Regions from separate parts of the Mus musculus genome. Here regions 1 and 3 are each linked to region 2. The links are chromatin contacts, called in public Hi-C and HiChIP or PLAC-seq maps. All regions are on one chromosome and are shown on one strand. Each heading gives the region's core, a stretch centred on a gene start, on an enhancer-like site or on the middle of the called end of the contact. The rest is flanking DNA. Distances are from core to core; before and after follow the strand shown.

Region 1 (4,466 bases), core at 1,403-3,902, 200 kb after region 2:
TTCAAATCCCAGCAACCACATGGTGGCTCACAACCACCCATAATGAGATCTGACGCCCTCTTTTGGTGTGTCTGAAGTCAGCTACAGTGAATTTATGTATAATAATAAATAATTTTTTTAAATGAGAAAATATTTAAGTATAAGACAGTTGGTTATGTGCATAACTAAGCAGTTGTGATGGAAGTGTGGCCTCCACAGTCCTCACTGTCAGGACTCCAGTTTCTCCTTCAATGTGGTCTGACAAGTTGTCAGACCCGGGTGAAATCTCTACCTGAGAGAGAAATTCCTATAAGGCAAGATCCAGGATTTTAAGCCTTTTTCTTCTCTTAGTGTGAGATTCCTCAGTAAATTCTAATTCCTTGGGGTCTACTGTGTGAGAGGCCTGATAGCCCTAATGGAAGGACATACGTGTCTCAGAATACAAGTGTCTCTTTCCTGCCAGTACAGTTATGGTGGTACACACCTGCAATTCCAGCACTTAGGAGGCAGAGGCAGGAAGATCATGAGTGTGAGGTCATCCTGGGCTATATAATTGAGTTCAAGGCCAGCCTGATCTACATGAGACCCTATTTCAATAAATAAGTCTTTTCCTTTTCCTTCCTTTCTTCCTTATTTTTGTGTTTGAGGCAGGATGTATTCCTGGCTATCCTCGAGCTCAGAGATCCCCTTCCTCTGCCTCCCTAGTTCTGGATTAAAGGCATGTGTCACTGTGTCACTGCTGTCCAGTCAATACATATTTCTCACACGCATTTAGTTTCCACACTCTGGAGGCAGGAGGCAGAGGCAGGGGGGATCTCTGAGATGGGAGGCCAGCCTGGTCTACAGAGCAATACACATACACACACACACAGGTGTATTCATGTGTTTTAGGGCCTAAAGATGACACAATTTTTTTTTCTATTGTGAACAAAAATGGAAAACAGTTCCTTTTTAATTGGAGAAACATTGTTGAACTAACTCAATAAACTTCTAATCTCAAAATTTATACTGTCTTTTTTTTTTTTTAAATCTGTTTATAGAGGGCTGGAGCAGTTAAGAGCACTAGCTGCTCGATTCCCAAGCAGCCACACAAGTACTCAGCAGTCTGTATAGTTCTAGGGTATCTGGTACCCTCCTGAGCTCCTCAGGTACCAGATACACAGGTACTATATAGACATACATACAAGGAAAACACTCAGATATAAAATACTTTTTAAAAAAATCTGTTTACATCATGCTGGGCACGATGGTCCGTGTCTTTAATTCCAACACTCGGAAGACAGAACCAAGAGAATCTCTTGTGAGCTCTTGATTTACATAGTCATCCCAGGCCAACCAGGGCTACAGAGTGATGGCCAGTCTCCAAGGGGTGGGGCTAGGGGTGAACACAGCACAAGCAACAAAAACTATGCTACGGAAAAAAAAATCTATCTTGTCCAGATGCCATTCTTTTGAAATATTATTACTGGGTTGAAGTCACCAAACGATCTACTTTGAAAACAAAACAAACTAGGAAGCAATAACCCGTCTGGCAATTGCTGGAACTTACCCCAATGAAGTCATCGCATCAATCATAAGATCAGCACTCTGGCTGAGTCTGTGCCTCAAAATGTCTGACTCAGACATACTCTGCTTGTTGAAACAAGGTCCGACTCATGCTTCCTAATAAAAATAAAATACTATGCAAAGGAGACATTTTCTGAATTTCAATTCACTTCAAATAAAATTCTACCTGCTCTTTATTCTAGAAAGCAGACTTTGGGCTGGGGAATCAAACTGGAGCTTTTGGTTCATGCTAGGCAAACCAGCTATGTTCCTAACGTTTCCTTCAGTAATATGGTAATAACTCGTAAACCTTTACAGAGTGAAGTTTAATCTGTTAGCGTAGCTAGACTTCTTACTGTACGGAAGCCGGTAGCCTATGCAAACAAAACTGTTTACATGGCCATCCTCGTGACTCCGCATGACAAAGCAATCCGAGCAGTTCTGCTCCTTCCTTGTTGATCTCGATGAGGGAAAAGCAACCACACCCAAAACCTCAGAACCTAGTCCTGAGGTTGAGGTTCTAGGATTAACGGGCCCCTTCCCTTCCTTTGCACAATAGACATCCCAATGGGAGAGGTGGGTGAACCCCGGGTACTGAGTCTAATAGGCATTTCTCCTCTTTCCTTCCTTTGTTTGTAGATTGCTGGGGAGGGAGAGAATCTGTAAGTCCGGCCGGGCTCTGGGCTGGGTCTCTGGCTAAATCCTCAGCTTCCAGCCCGGCAGCCACCCCACTCCCACCCACATCTGGGCCCGTGGGCGGCTAAGCCACAAGACAAAACAACTAAAAACACTGGCTACGGAAGCATCAATGCTCATACTGGAGGGGGCCTGGGCGAAGCTAGAGTCCAGCCAGGGGGAGCAGGGTGAGGTCGCAATTCACCCTGTGGCGTAAAGCCGCCGAGCGATGGGTGCGAGAGAACCACGGGGAACTCGGGACGCGGGGTTCCGGACGCGGGAAGAGAAGACGCCCCTCCCCCACCTCAAGCAGGAAACATCAGTATTTCGCTAAGGCGAGCGCCCGCACATGCGCACTCGGTTACTTAGCAACGTCGACGTTAAACTGCCCGAGAACCGAGCCCAGCAACAATCGAGCGGCCCGCGACCTCCACCAATCAGCGTCGGCCTCATCTTTGACTCCTCACCAATCAGCGCTGGCGCCGCAAGGAGGTTTCCAGAGCTTTCGAGGGAGGGCCCTTTAACTTGGATTCATCCGCGTGATGATTTTTTCAATTTTTTGCACGAGAGGAGACGAGACGCCGGGAATACAGTGTCTCTCGTTTGGTAGTACTCTTTTCTTTGGTTCTGAAGAATCGGGAGCTCGGCAAAAACGCCTAATTGGTCTGGGGGAGGTGGGGGCCCGCGGAACTACTTTCGGTGGCGCAGGAAGACAACAGCTACGTAGGAGTGAGCAGTCACGCAACAGACGCTGCATAAATAGCGGCTCGCGCGGCCACTGAGCTCAGTGACGAGAGGCTTTGTCCGGTTCGGCGGTCTTTCTGTGAGGGTGTTTCGACGCGCTGGGCGGTTTGTGCTTTCATCACATTTGTTAACAGGTATTTGTCTACGGCGTTTGAATCATGGGAGGATTTAGAGAGGGGGCTTACGTGGTGCTAAGCGGGCCTTTTTTTTCTTGGGGTGGGGGAGGGGAGCGAGGTGACGTGACGCGGCAACGGGCCTTCCGGGAAGAGTGGGCCTTGGTCGCGTGCGCGGAGCGGGGGCGGCCCTGGCGCGCGCGCCAGGGAGCTTAACGGACGCTTAACCGATGGAGAGTCCATCGTGGTTATTTCAGTGGGGGGAGGCAGAAAAGAGGTACTTCTCACTCGGGCATTGTTTATTACTTGAATTTTTATCGATGGCTTCTGGTCTGGATATTTTTTATTTTCAATTTATCATGTCTATTGTTAGCGAACTTGGATGCCCCGCAGTTGATGAATGTTCCAAATGCCAGTTTAGTGTTTTGGAAAGGTTTAGCAGTTTGAAACCATGACAAAACAGGTTTTATGTTATGACAAAAAGGGGAGGAGTTTTGAGTAGAAGTATTTTGTAGGGAATCGAAGATTTTAGTAGGCTTTTAAATTTTTACCTTTTAAATTCAAGGTCAAAATGCAGATCTTCGTGAAGACCCTGACCGGCAAGACCATCACCCTAGAGGTGGAGCCCAGTGACACCATCGAGAACGTGAAGGCCAAGATCCAGGATAAAGAGGGCATCCCCCCTGACCAGCAGAGGCTGATCTTTGCCGGCAAGCAGCTGGAAGATGGCCGCACCCTCTCTGATTACAACATCCAGAAGGAGTCAACCCTGCACCTGGTCCTTCGCCTGAGAGGTGGCATGCAGATCTTCGTGAAGACCCTGACCGGCAAGACCATCACCCTGGAGGTGGAGCCCAGTGACACCATCGAGAACGTGAAGGCCAAGATCCAGGATAAAGAGGGCATCCCCCCTGACCAGCAGAGGCTGATCTTTGCCGGCAAGCAGCTGGAAGATGGCCGCACCCTCTCTGATTACAACATCCAGAAAGAGTCAACCCTGCACCTGGTCCTCCGTCTGAGGGGTGGCATGCAGATCTTCGTGAAGACCCTGACTGGCAAGACCATCACCCTGGAGGTGGAGCCCAGTGACACCATCGAGAACGTGAAGGCCAAGATCCAGGATAAAGAGGGCATCCCCCCTGACCAGCAGAGGCTGATCTTTGCCGGCAAGCAGCTGGAAGATGGCCGCACCCTCTCTGATTACAACATCCAGAAGGAGTCAACCCTGCACCTGGTCCTTCGCCTGAGAGGTGGCATGCAGATCTTCGTGAAGACCCTGACCGGCAAGACCATCACCTTGGAGGTGGAGCCCAGTGACACCATCGAGAATGTGAAGGCCAAGATCCAGGATAAAGAGGGCATCCCCCCTGACCAGCAGAGGCTGATCTTTGCCGGCAAGCAGCTAGAAGA
Region 2 (4,435 bases), core at 630-3,129:
TATAACTGCTTAGGGAAAGAAGCAATTTCTCTTTAGGGAACTAGAAACATGTGTAGACTGCCTATAATCCAGTAGATGGCACAAATACACATGCATATATAGGCAATAATAACTGCACTATCAAAAAAATGAGAGAGCAGTGGCTGAGAACATGAGAGTGGGAGGGAGCATGTTGAGGGGGAAAGAGTTGGTGTTGGGGAAATGATCAAAATGCACTATACAAATATATGAAATAACAGAATAAATATATTATTAAAAATTACGGCTGACAAATAATGTCAGAGTTTGGTGGGGCTTTTTGGTTTTGGTTTCGATTTATTACTATATGCCCATCAAATTTCAAAAGTTTTAAAGTTATTGGCTCAGCGATTAAGAGCAGTGACTGCTCTTCCAGAGGTCCTGAGTTCAATTCCCAGCCACTACATGGTGGCTAACAATCATCTGTAATGGGGTCCAATGCATTCTTCTGGTGTGTGTCTGAAGACAGCTACAGTGTACTTGTATAAATAAAAATAAATAAATCTTTTTTAAAAAATAGCTATCTTTACATGGAAGCAAAAACATAAAAGTCAGTAACTTGAAGAAATAAGTCATTAAAATATATTAATGACTAAGCTGTTTGTATTCATGTATACTTTGGAGGCTGAAGTAGGAGGACTGAGAATCCAAGTTCAAACTTGACCATACAGCATATCCAAGGCCAGTAAAATTATCACTGTTACCACAACTTAGGATGTACCCACAAAAAAATTTTAATGAGTTCCTTTATAAAGTTTACTATGGGCAAAGGTTTAACATAACTGTTAAACTGGATACAGTTTTACCTCTGACCACACCTTCATGCTGCGCTCTGACCAATAAACCCTCAGGTTGTGAGTTTTGGCTTCTCGGAGAAAATTCTTCCTGCTTGATGTAGGTCAAAGGAGCTATGGGGAAAAGAAAGAGAACCATGAGAAGACCAACCACTGAGTGGCTGACCATGATGCTACAAACAGGCGTGATAGAACTGTGGCCACTCACTGACCTGCTTTGGTAGACTCCTGCTGCCGGGGCAATCCCAGAGAGATAGACCCCACGGAGGGCTTAGGGGCTTCTTGTGGATAAGCCTGATTATGAGAAGACAAGTAAGTGCCAGGAGTTCCCTAAAAAATAAAAAGATAAAAGAGTCAAAGACTAAGCATTGTCTCTCCTGAGAGTAAAGTCAATCTTCACGTTCCATCTATAAAAATCTATATCTCTGCCACTCACAACTTTAAAAAGTAATTGAACAAAAGGGAAATTTCAGCATAGATTATTAAGTTAGAAAAACTAAAGGAGTAAAATATGTATACTAACAATATCACATATTACATATAGATTATTTATTAGCCAAGTCTGGCATGGCCTTGTTAGGGACAGAATGACATGGTTCCTGTACTTGGGACAGGACCAGGAGGTGTGAGCCTCCACCAGAGGTGAAGGCTGGGGAGGGTGGGGGGTTGGGGAGCACGAGGCTTGTTTGTATAATAACATATATACTTAACATTCCTCCTCCAAGGAAAGTCCTCCCAGTTAATGTTGGTGACTCCATGAAAATCAGAGACAGCAAAGAGTACTGGAGGTGTGGCTAATGTCTCAGCAAGTCAACATGCTTGAAGAAGGTAAGTGCTGAGACCTTCAGGATAGCTCTGATGGCTATGGAAAAGAACTCTTAAAAACTTGTTCAAAAATACCTAACTCCTCAAAACCTAAGGATGCAATATTAATTATATGAGGGGTTTCACAAAGCTAAAGGAACAAAGGCAGCTGCGCTTCCAGCCAACTTATCAAGAGAGTTACAGAGGAAGGAGAGAAGAGATGTAGGGAGTGGCACTCCGAGAGACCCCACCCAGCTCATTAGTTTTGTTTTTATGCTTACAAAGGCAGACAGATTCCAGAATTCAGGTTCAGCCAGGGACTGAGCAGGTGTGATAGAAATGGTAATTTCAGGATAGGGTCCCACTCTGCTAGTTTATTGTCTATGCTTAATAGAGGCAGACAGATTTCTGAATTCTTTTGCAATGTTAAAAGAAAATGTGCTTGTCCCAGATGCAGATGCTTTGGATCATCCTAAGGAAGCTTGGAGTAAATGACTGGATTAATATGGAGAACAAGAGATCGGGTTTATGATCTGCGAGAGTTAGCTATCCAAAGATGGTTTTTAAATAGGAAGAGAGAAATGCCACAGGCAGAGCATAGAGAGAGCTGTCTGGAGATCTGCAGAGAAAGCAGACTGGAAAGCTGTCTCAAGCAGACATAGGGCACCAGCTTGGCTCATGTTTGACTTCAAGTAGTTTGTTTTCAAAGCTCCCAGACAACCCTTTTCTCAGGAATCTGGACCTAGCCAAGGCTGGTCCTTCATTCGCATTTATTAAATTACCTACAGCATTTACCACAATGCACTCAAAATGTAAGCTACTATTAACAATATTTTATATGTCTTAAAAATGCAAAAAGAACATCTATGAAAATAGCAAGAGATCAGAAGATATTTGAAAAGTTGCAACACATCCATTGGAACCCAGAAAGTTGTGTGTATATACAAGGCTATGCATACCCTAAACAAAGCCCTAAGGAGCTCTCACCTTTAGCTGACCTATTTTTAGTAAACTGAAGTTTTTTTATGAGAGATATGTGAGTCTGTCAGAACCATTACAGCAACATCGTAGATGGTCAACATCAAGCTGACCTCAAACATGTGATCCCACTGCCCCAGCCTCTAGGATGCTGGGGATTAAAGGTATATGCAACTATGTCTAGATCTAAATTACTTCTGACTTAAGGTACACACACTCCTTTAGATGTAATACTGCTGCATATTTAACAGGCTACAGCATGGAACAAAAATAAATTTTTATATATACTAGAAAACCAAAAAGCTCATGACATTGTTCACTAAGATATTTATTTTCTACGATGGTCTGGAATCAAGCTGATGATGTCTGCACTCATGACTGTATGAGCCAAGAACTTATAGAAACAAAGAATACATTAAAATTGCTAAGCATGTTGGTGCAGGCCTTTAATCCCAGAATTTGGGAGGCAGAGGCAGGAAGATCACTGTGAGTTCAAGGCTAGCCTGGTCTAAATAGTTACATTCCAAAGCCAGTAATGATACATAATAAGACACTGTCTCAAAAAAGGGGAGAGAGAGAGAGAGAGAGAGAGAGAGAGAGAGAGAGAGAGAGAACGCAGAATACATTAAAATTACTGAAATAGCCAAAAATAAACAGATATGCACATCACTTCTACAGAAGAAATTATAAAACACTTTAAATAGGAATTAACAGTAATGATCTAGACAAATGAAAAGATGTGCACATAGATTAGAAGAGCCAAGTGGTAGTAGCATACAGACAGGAAGCAAATAAAAAGACAGGCAGATCTCTGAGAGTTCAACAACAAAGCAAGTTCTAGGACAGCCAAGGCTACATGAAGAAGTCCTGGCCCACTAAAAGAAACAAACAAAGGACAGACAGACACAAACAAAAAGAAAGGCAGACAGAAAGAAAGAGTAAAAGAAGATTCAAGATTGTTAAAATCTATTCCTATCTGAAACTGATTTATAGGTTTACTATAACTCTGGCTTTATCTATGTATCTATATATTTATATATATTTCAGGACATATAATGTGGCAATAATCAAGAATATTATAAAAAGAAAAGCAGAAAAATAGATCCATGAAAAAACTCTGGGTGCAGATACAAATCCAAATATATAGTTAAACACTTGTAAACAAAAGATAACCAGAGCAATCAAAAGAAAGGGGGGGTTTTGAAAACCATGCTATTAAAAGTGAATGCTGATTTTCAAACTATTATGTACAAAGAAACCAGCATGTAACTGATCATAAGAATGAAAGTAGAAGCCAATCTATAAAGCTTGCAACACGTAACTAATCAGAGTATGAAAACTGTTCGGTGTGCAACAATGATATGAAAATGTTCTGTTTAACAGTGCCATATATACAGAGAATACAAAATGAAAAATTATGTATACATATCTAATCAAAATAAAAAATTTACGTAGACTACATAGTTTAAAGCTTCTAAAGATGGAAATACAGCCCAGTCAATCGAGTATTTGCCAAAAAAATAGTCCTGTGTTCAATCCCTAGCACAAGATGAAGGCAGCATGGCGGCACACATCTGTCATCCAAACATTGGTAGGTAGACGTTCAAGGTCATTCTTGGCTACATACTGGTGTATAAAAGGCCTTTTCTCAAAAACAGTCAGCAAGATGGCTCAGTAGGTCCAAGTGCTTGTCAGGTTGCCTGAAGCCCTGAGTTAGATCCTCACAACCTACATAGTAAGAGAGAACTGACTCTCATTAAGTTCTCCTTTGACTGCCACAGGTGCACTGTGACCTGTGTGTACAAACATAAATACACACACACACACACACACACACACAC
Region 3 (4,046 bases), core at 57-2,556, 220 kb after region 2:
TTGAGCAACAGTGGATGGCTAAGTATGTTATTATAGGGGGCAGGCAGCACAGTACAAATCAGCCTCTGCCAGGGGCAAGGCAGGTGTCTTAGGAGTACGTTTCTAGGGCCCCTCCCCCCAGTTTAGGGTCTAGCTGGTCTAGCTCTACTGAGAGGAAGTGATGTTTAAACAGAAAATAGAGCAGGAAGCTGTGGTAGAGGCTGGCCTGGCATGCCCATGTTCAAGCACTATAAAACCAACAAAGAAACACAAACACAAGCAGAAGATGCTTAGAACTAAGGTATGTGGCCATGATGGCGATGCTACTGTGTGTGTGCGTATATGTGTGTGTGTGTGTGTGTGTGTGTTGCTTGTTGCTCCTAGCAGGTGAGACAGCTTGTACTACAGAGAAAACAGGACATATTTGGGAAGAGTGGAGGGCCATGCCAGCTAGTATTTGCTGAGTTTTGCCTTACAGTGGACTCATCTGAAAGATGACCAACCATGGAGGCACAGTTATAACACCAGCACTGTAGAGAGAGAGGCAGGAGGATTGCCACAGTTGGTTTCATATCAAGTCCTTGCCGCAGGTAAAAGTGTAAACCAAACTAAAATCTAAATAGCTGCCGTGGCTAATGACTGCCATACTGGACGGTACAGGTCTGGAGTGTAGCATGGTGAAGGTGACATGACTGGGGCGGGCCTCTGGGCTGCATGAGGTTGTTGTATGAAGTTTGGGTTTTATTTTTAGTGCTATGAAAAAGTGGCTTGGAGGTGGGGGTGACATTAATTAATTAATTTTTGTTATTTAGTTTTTCTTTGATTACTGATACTGGGGGTCAAACACAGGGCCTTACATATGCCACTAAGTCTACCATTAAAGCTAAACGCTGGCCCCTGGTTTATATTTTTAGCAGACCACCTTAGTTGGTATAAGAATGGGGTGTGACGTATGAGTGTAGCAGCGGAGAAGCAGGGGGACCGGTTTGGTAGAACATTCTCACGGGAGAGAAATTAGTGCTTTGGACCAATCAAACAAAATTTGGGATGTGGAGCAAGGACAGAGGTCTTCCGGCGAAAAAGAGAGGGAGAGCTGGTCCTTGTTCTCCCTGGCAGTGCCGGGGCTGTACAATTTCAGCCATTCCTGTTGGCCACACGGTTGCCACCTGCTGGCTGTTTCTGGAAGTGCCCTTGTAAATGGATACTCGGGGGATCCCTGGGGTCAGGACGCTGAGCGAATCTTCCTTAGATGGAAATAATGGCTGGATGGGTTGGGCTGCATTCTCTGGGGCAAATGCTAGACTGAACCTCTTCTCTCTCTGGGGCTATCCCATTCTTCTCTCCCTTGGGTCGGACAGTGATGAACCAAATGGCCGGGGGAGGGCACACGGTGTTAAGAATCAGGAGGGGTGGGCGTCAGTGTTTTAGGGCATGAATCCCACACCTGTGCCAGCTTCCACCCAAGCCTAGGTCCCACCACCCCAGAACTTCCTCTGACTGCCCCAGGGGCTTCTCTGGCTACAGTTGTGGGTGGAAGTGCACCGATGGAGGAGCAGGGCGTGTCTCGCGAAAGCAGGGTGTGGCCAGTGGTCCTGATGATCAGCCCAGTGGCCAGTCACTGGTCCTTGACAGGTTGGCGTTAAGCCCGCACTATCCACTGTGTGCGACGAACAGGTGGAGGGTGGACGATACAGAGAAAGCTACGGCCAGCTACGGAGGCTTCCGCGGCACTTCCTCTCTCAATCCCCGCTGCTGGAGAGTCCCGCTAGGCTTGGTGATCCTGGCTTGTAGTCTGCTGCCGCTACGCCTTGACTTCAGCCTGAGGGGTAAGTCGATGGGCTATTTCAGGATGTCCTAGGGGTTGCGTCTGGAAGTATGACAGTGAATGATTGGATTGGTCTCCCGGCATCTCCATCTTGGAATAAGGGTCTGCGTGGGATCTGGCTCCCTGAACCTCCAGGCCTCTTTCTCTGCTGCCAGAATGGGGATCCCAGGAGGTAAGGTAGACAGCCTCTGGAAGACAGTTGTTGCTGCTGGGGGTTGGGAATGATGTCAGACGCAGCGTCTGCCAGGATTTGCTTGAGGGTGGAAGCTAGACTGCGCAAAAGGAGGATGCCCATGTCCTACTAAGGTGGGCAGAGAAGTGAAACCTCAGTCAGGCCCCCTGGCTATTGTGGAAAATGCCCCACCCAGTTCTCTGAGTGTACTGGGATCCTGTAACAAATTGAGAGTGGGCCGGGGCCACACTACCGCTTCCTCTCTTGGCCCTGTTTTTTTCTGTCCCTTATTTCTACCAACCTGTTCCCTGCCCCTTTTTCCTACCCCCACTGTCTTCTGACCGGCTCTGATTCTTTCCTTCCGGTTTCTGAACTCTGAGGAAGACAGAGGCTCCCCAGCTCTAACTAGGTCCCAGCCCCGGCCACGTGATGGAGGCTGTGGTTGCTGTTTCTGTTGAGGGTGAGGTTAGCTGTCAGCTAACCCCAGACCCAGTGTGCAGTTTGAGGTGGGAAGGCAGATAGCGCTTGCCAGCTCTAAAGCCCCTTCGGAGGTGGTGTCTTATACCCTCAGATATGAGTCAGACTGGAAACGAACGTAATTGGGTTCTGAGAACTGAAGAGGACCATCAGGACACGAAGCGAGGTGGCAACTCACTTCTCTTTTCTGAGTCGCGGTTGTTCTGGCAGCAAAAGGAAGGGTCTGATAGACCAGTAGTTCCCTGGATCGCTCCCTCTCTACATTAAGGGTTTCGTGGCCTGTGCTGGCCAAACAACTGAAGTTTTATCTGTCTGTACCATTGGGCACTGGGCTTGATATCAGGTAGAGAATGGGTGGGGTTGTGAACACAAGCATTCTCACCCCTAAATAGGATTTGAGTCTTCTTGAACATCAGAAATTCCCAAGGGGGATAAAGACAGTCCTGACTTCCTGTGAGATAATATCAAAGTGACAACTCTGTCAGGTCCCTGCTCCCAGCACATCTTCCTGACACTGCCTCTCTCCTTCACCGCTGATTTTCCCTCTTGGAAAGCTAACAGTTTCCCACTCTCCTTCCTACACATACACACCCCTTCTGTTGTTGTTGTTTTGTTTTGTTTTTGTTGTTTTTTTTGTTTTGTTTTTGTTTTTGTTTTTGTTTTTTGAGGCAGGGTCTCATTATGTAGCCTTGGTCCTGGAACTCACTATGTAGACCTGGCTGGCCTCTGCCTCCTGAACGCTGGGTTTAAAGGCGTGCACCACCAGGCATGGCTCTCTTTTATTTTTATTTTTATTTTTATTTTTTTGTGTATGTAGGTGTGGTTTTGGATGTGTGTAGACGCCAGAAGTAGATGTGGATTGTTTTCATTGTTCTCAGCTTTGTTTTTTTGAGCTAGGGTCTCACTGAACTCTGCTAGACTGGCTGGCCAGCAAGCCTCTTGTCTCTGCCTGCCTTTCTTCACTGAAATTAAAGATATACCTCATTCCGTGGCTTTTTATGTGGACACCCAGGATCCTCAGCTCCTCCAGGCTGTGTGGCAAGCCCTTTCTGATCCAGCTCTTTCCTCATCCCGCCTCCCTCTCCCTCTCCCACTCTCCCTCTCCCTCTCTCTCTTTCTCTCTTGAGACAGAGTATCCCAGGCTATTTTCAGATGACCTTGAACTTCTGATCCTCTAGCTCCTAATTCTATTTTTTAAAATATTTTATCAATTTATTACTTATTTTCTGTATATGAGTGTGTACCACGTGTGTGCTTGATACCTGCAGAGGTCAGAACACATCAGATCCCCTGGAACTGGAGTGACAGAGGGTTGTGAGCCACCATGCAGTGCTGGGCCCCGAACCCCGATTCTCTGGAAAGGTAGCCCAGTGCTCTTAACCACTGAGCCATCCCTCCAGCAGCTGGCCTTGGACTGCTACAGGTGGCTTATGCTTTGCTGGGTAGAGAAGCCAGCACTCTGTGCATGGTAAACAAGCACTGTCTTTACCCCAGCTCCTGCTCTCCTTTCTCTACATCACCTTCTCCAGGTCCCAGCCAGGCCTACCCCACTGCGGTATGAGAGAGAGAGGGGAACCTTAAGATCTCCATCTC

Evidence for each region. Hi-C and Micro-C count contacts between places; a contact is called where the count stands out from the background. HiChIP or PLAC-seq counts read pairs in DNA pulled down with a chosen protein or histone mark.
Region 1: an H3K4me3 HiChIP or PLAC-seq map of embryonic stem cells shows a contact between it and region 2, with 21 read pairs. The contact joins the promoter of Ubb here to the enhancer-like site in region 2. A contact is called at or near these places in 2 of 39 promoter capture datasets (hippocampal neurons and neural stem cells), 4 of 115 datasets of contacts at active chromatin or transcription factors (embryonic stem cells and stem cell-derived neural progenitor cells) and 3 of 9 other capture datasets (adipose tissue, liver and pancreatic islet).
Region 3: a Hi-C map of embryonic stem cells shows a contact between it and region 2, with 2.9 times the contacts expected there. The contact joins the promoter of Trpv2 here to the enhancer-like site in region 2. A contact is called at or near these places in 8 of 39 promoter capture datasets (the C10 cell line, cranial neural crest, frontonasal cranial neural crest and 5 more), 2 of 484 Hi-C or Micro-C datasets (embryonic stem cells and nephron progenitors), 3 of 115 datasets of contacts at active chromatin or transcription factors (the SCID.adh cell line, bone marrow-derived macrophages and embryonic stem cells) and 3 of 9 other capture datasets (adipose tissue, liver and pancreatic islet).

What each region holds. Positions count from the first base shown.
Region 1 is chr11:62,548,519-62,552,984 of GRCm38.p6, forward strand. It overlaps Ubb (ubiquitin B), which reads left to right and starts at 2,653. Exons shown (of 2, transcript NM_011664.4): 1 at 2,653-3,077; 2 at 3,622-4,466. The coding sequence starts at 3,628.
Region 2 is chr11:62,353,547-62,357,981 of GRCm38.p6, forward strand. It overlaps Ncor1 (nuclear receptor co-repressor 1), which reads right to left. Exons shown (of 45, transcript NM_001252313.1): 23 at 1,025-1,142; 24 at 825-926. Among named protein-coding and RNA genes, the nearest start is that of Ttc19, 74 kb to the left of the region's middle. Within about 2 kb of position 1,880, at least 4 of the 459 cell types and tissues checked have an H3K27ac peak or open chromatin away from gene starts, as enhancers often do. A contact at or near this core is called in embryonic stem cells, where this site is marked.
Region 3 is chr11:62,574,321-62,578,366 of GRCm38.p6, forward strand. It overlaps Trpv2 (transient receptor potential cation channel, subfamily V, member 2), which reads left to right and starts at 1,307. Exons shown (of 15, transcript NM_001382489.1): 1 at 1,307-1,805; 2 at 3,983-4,046.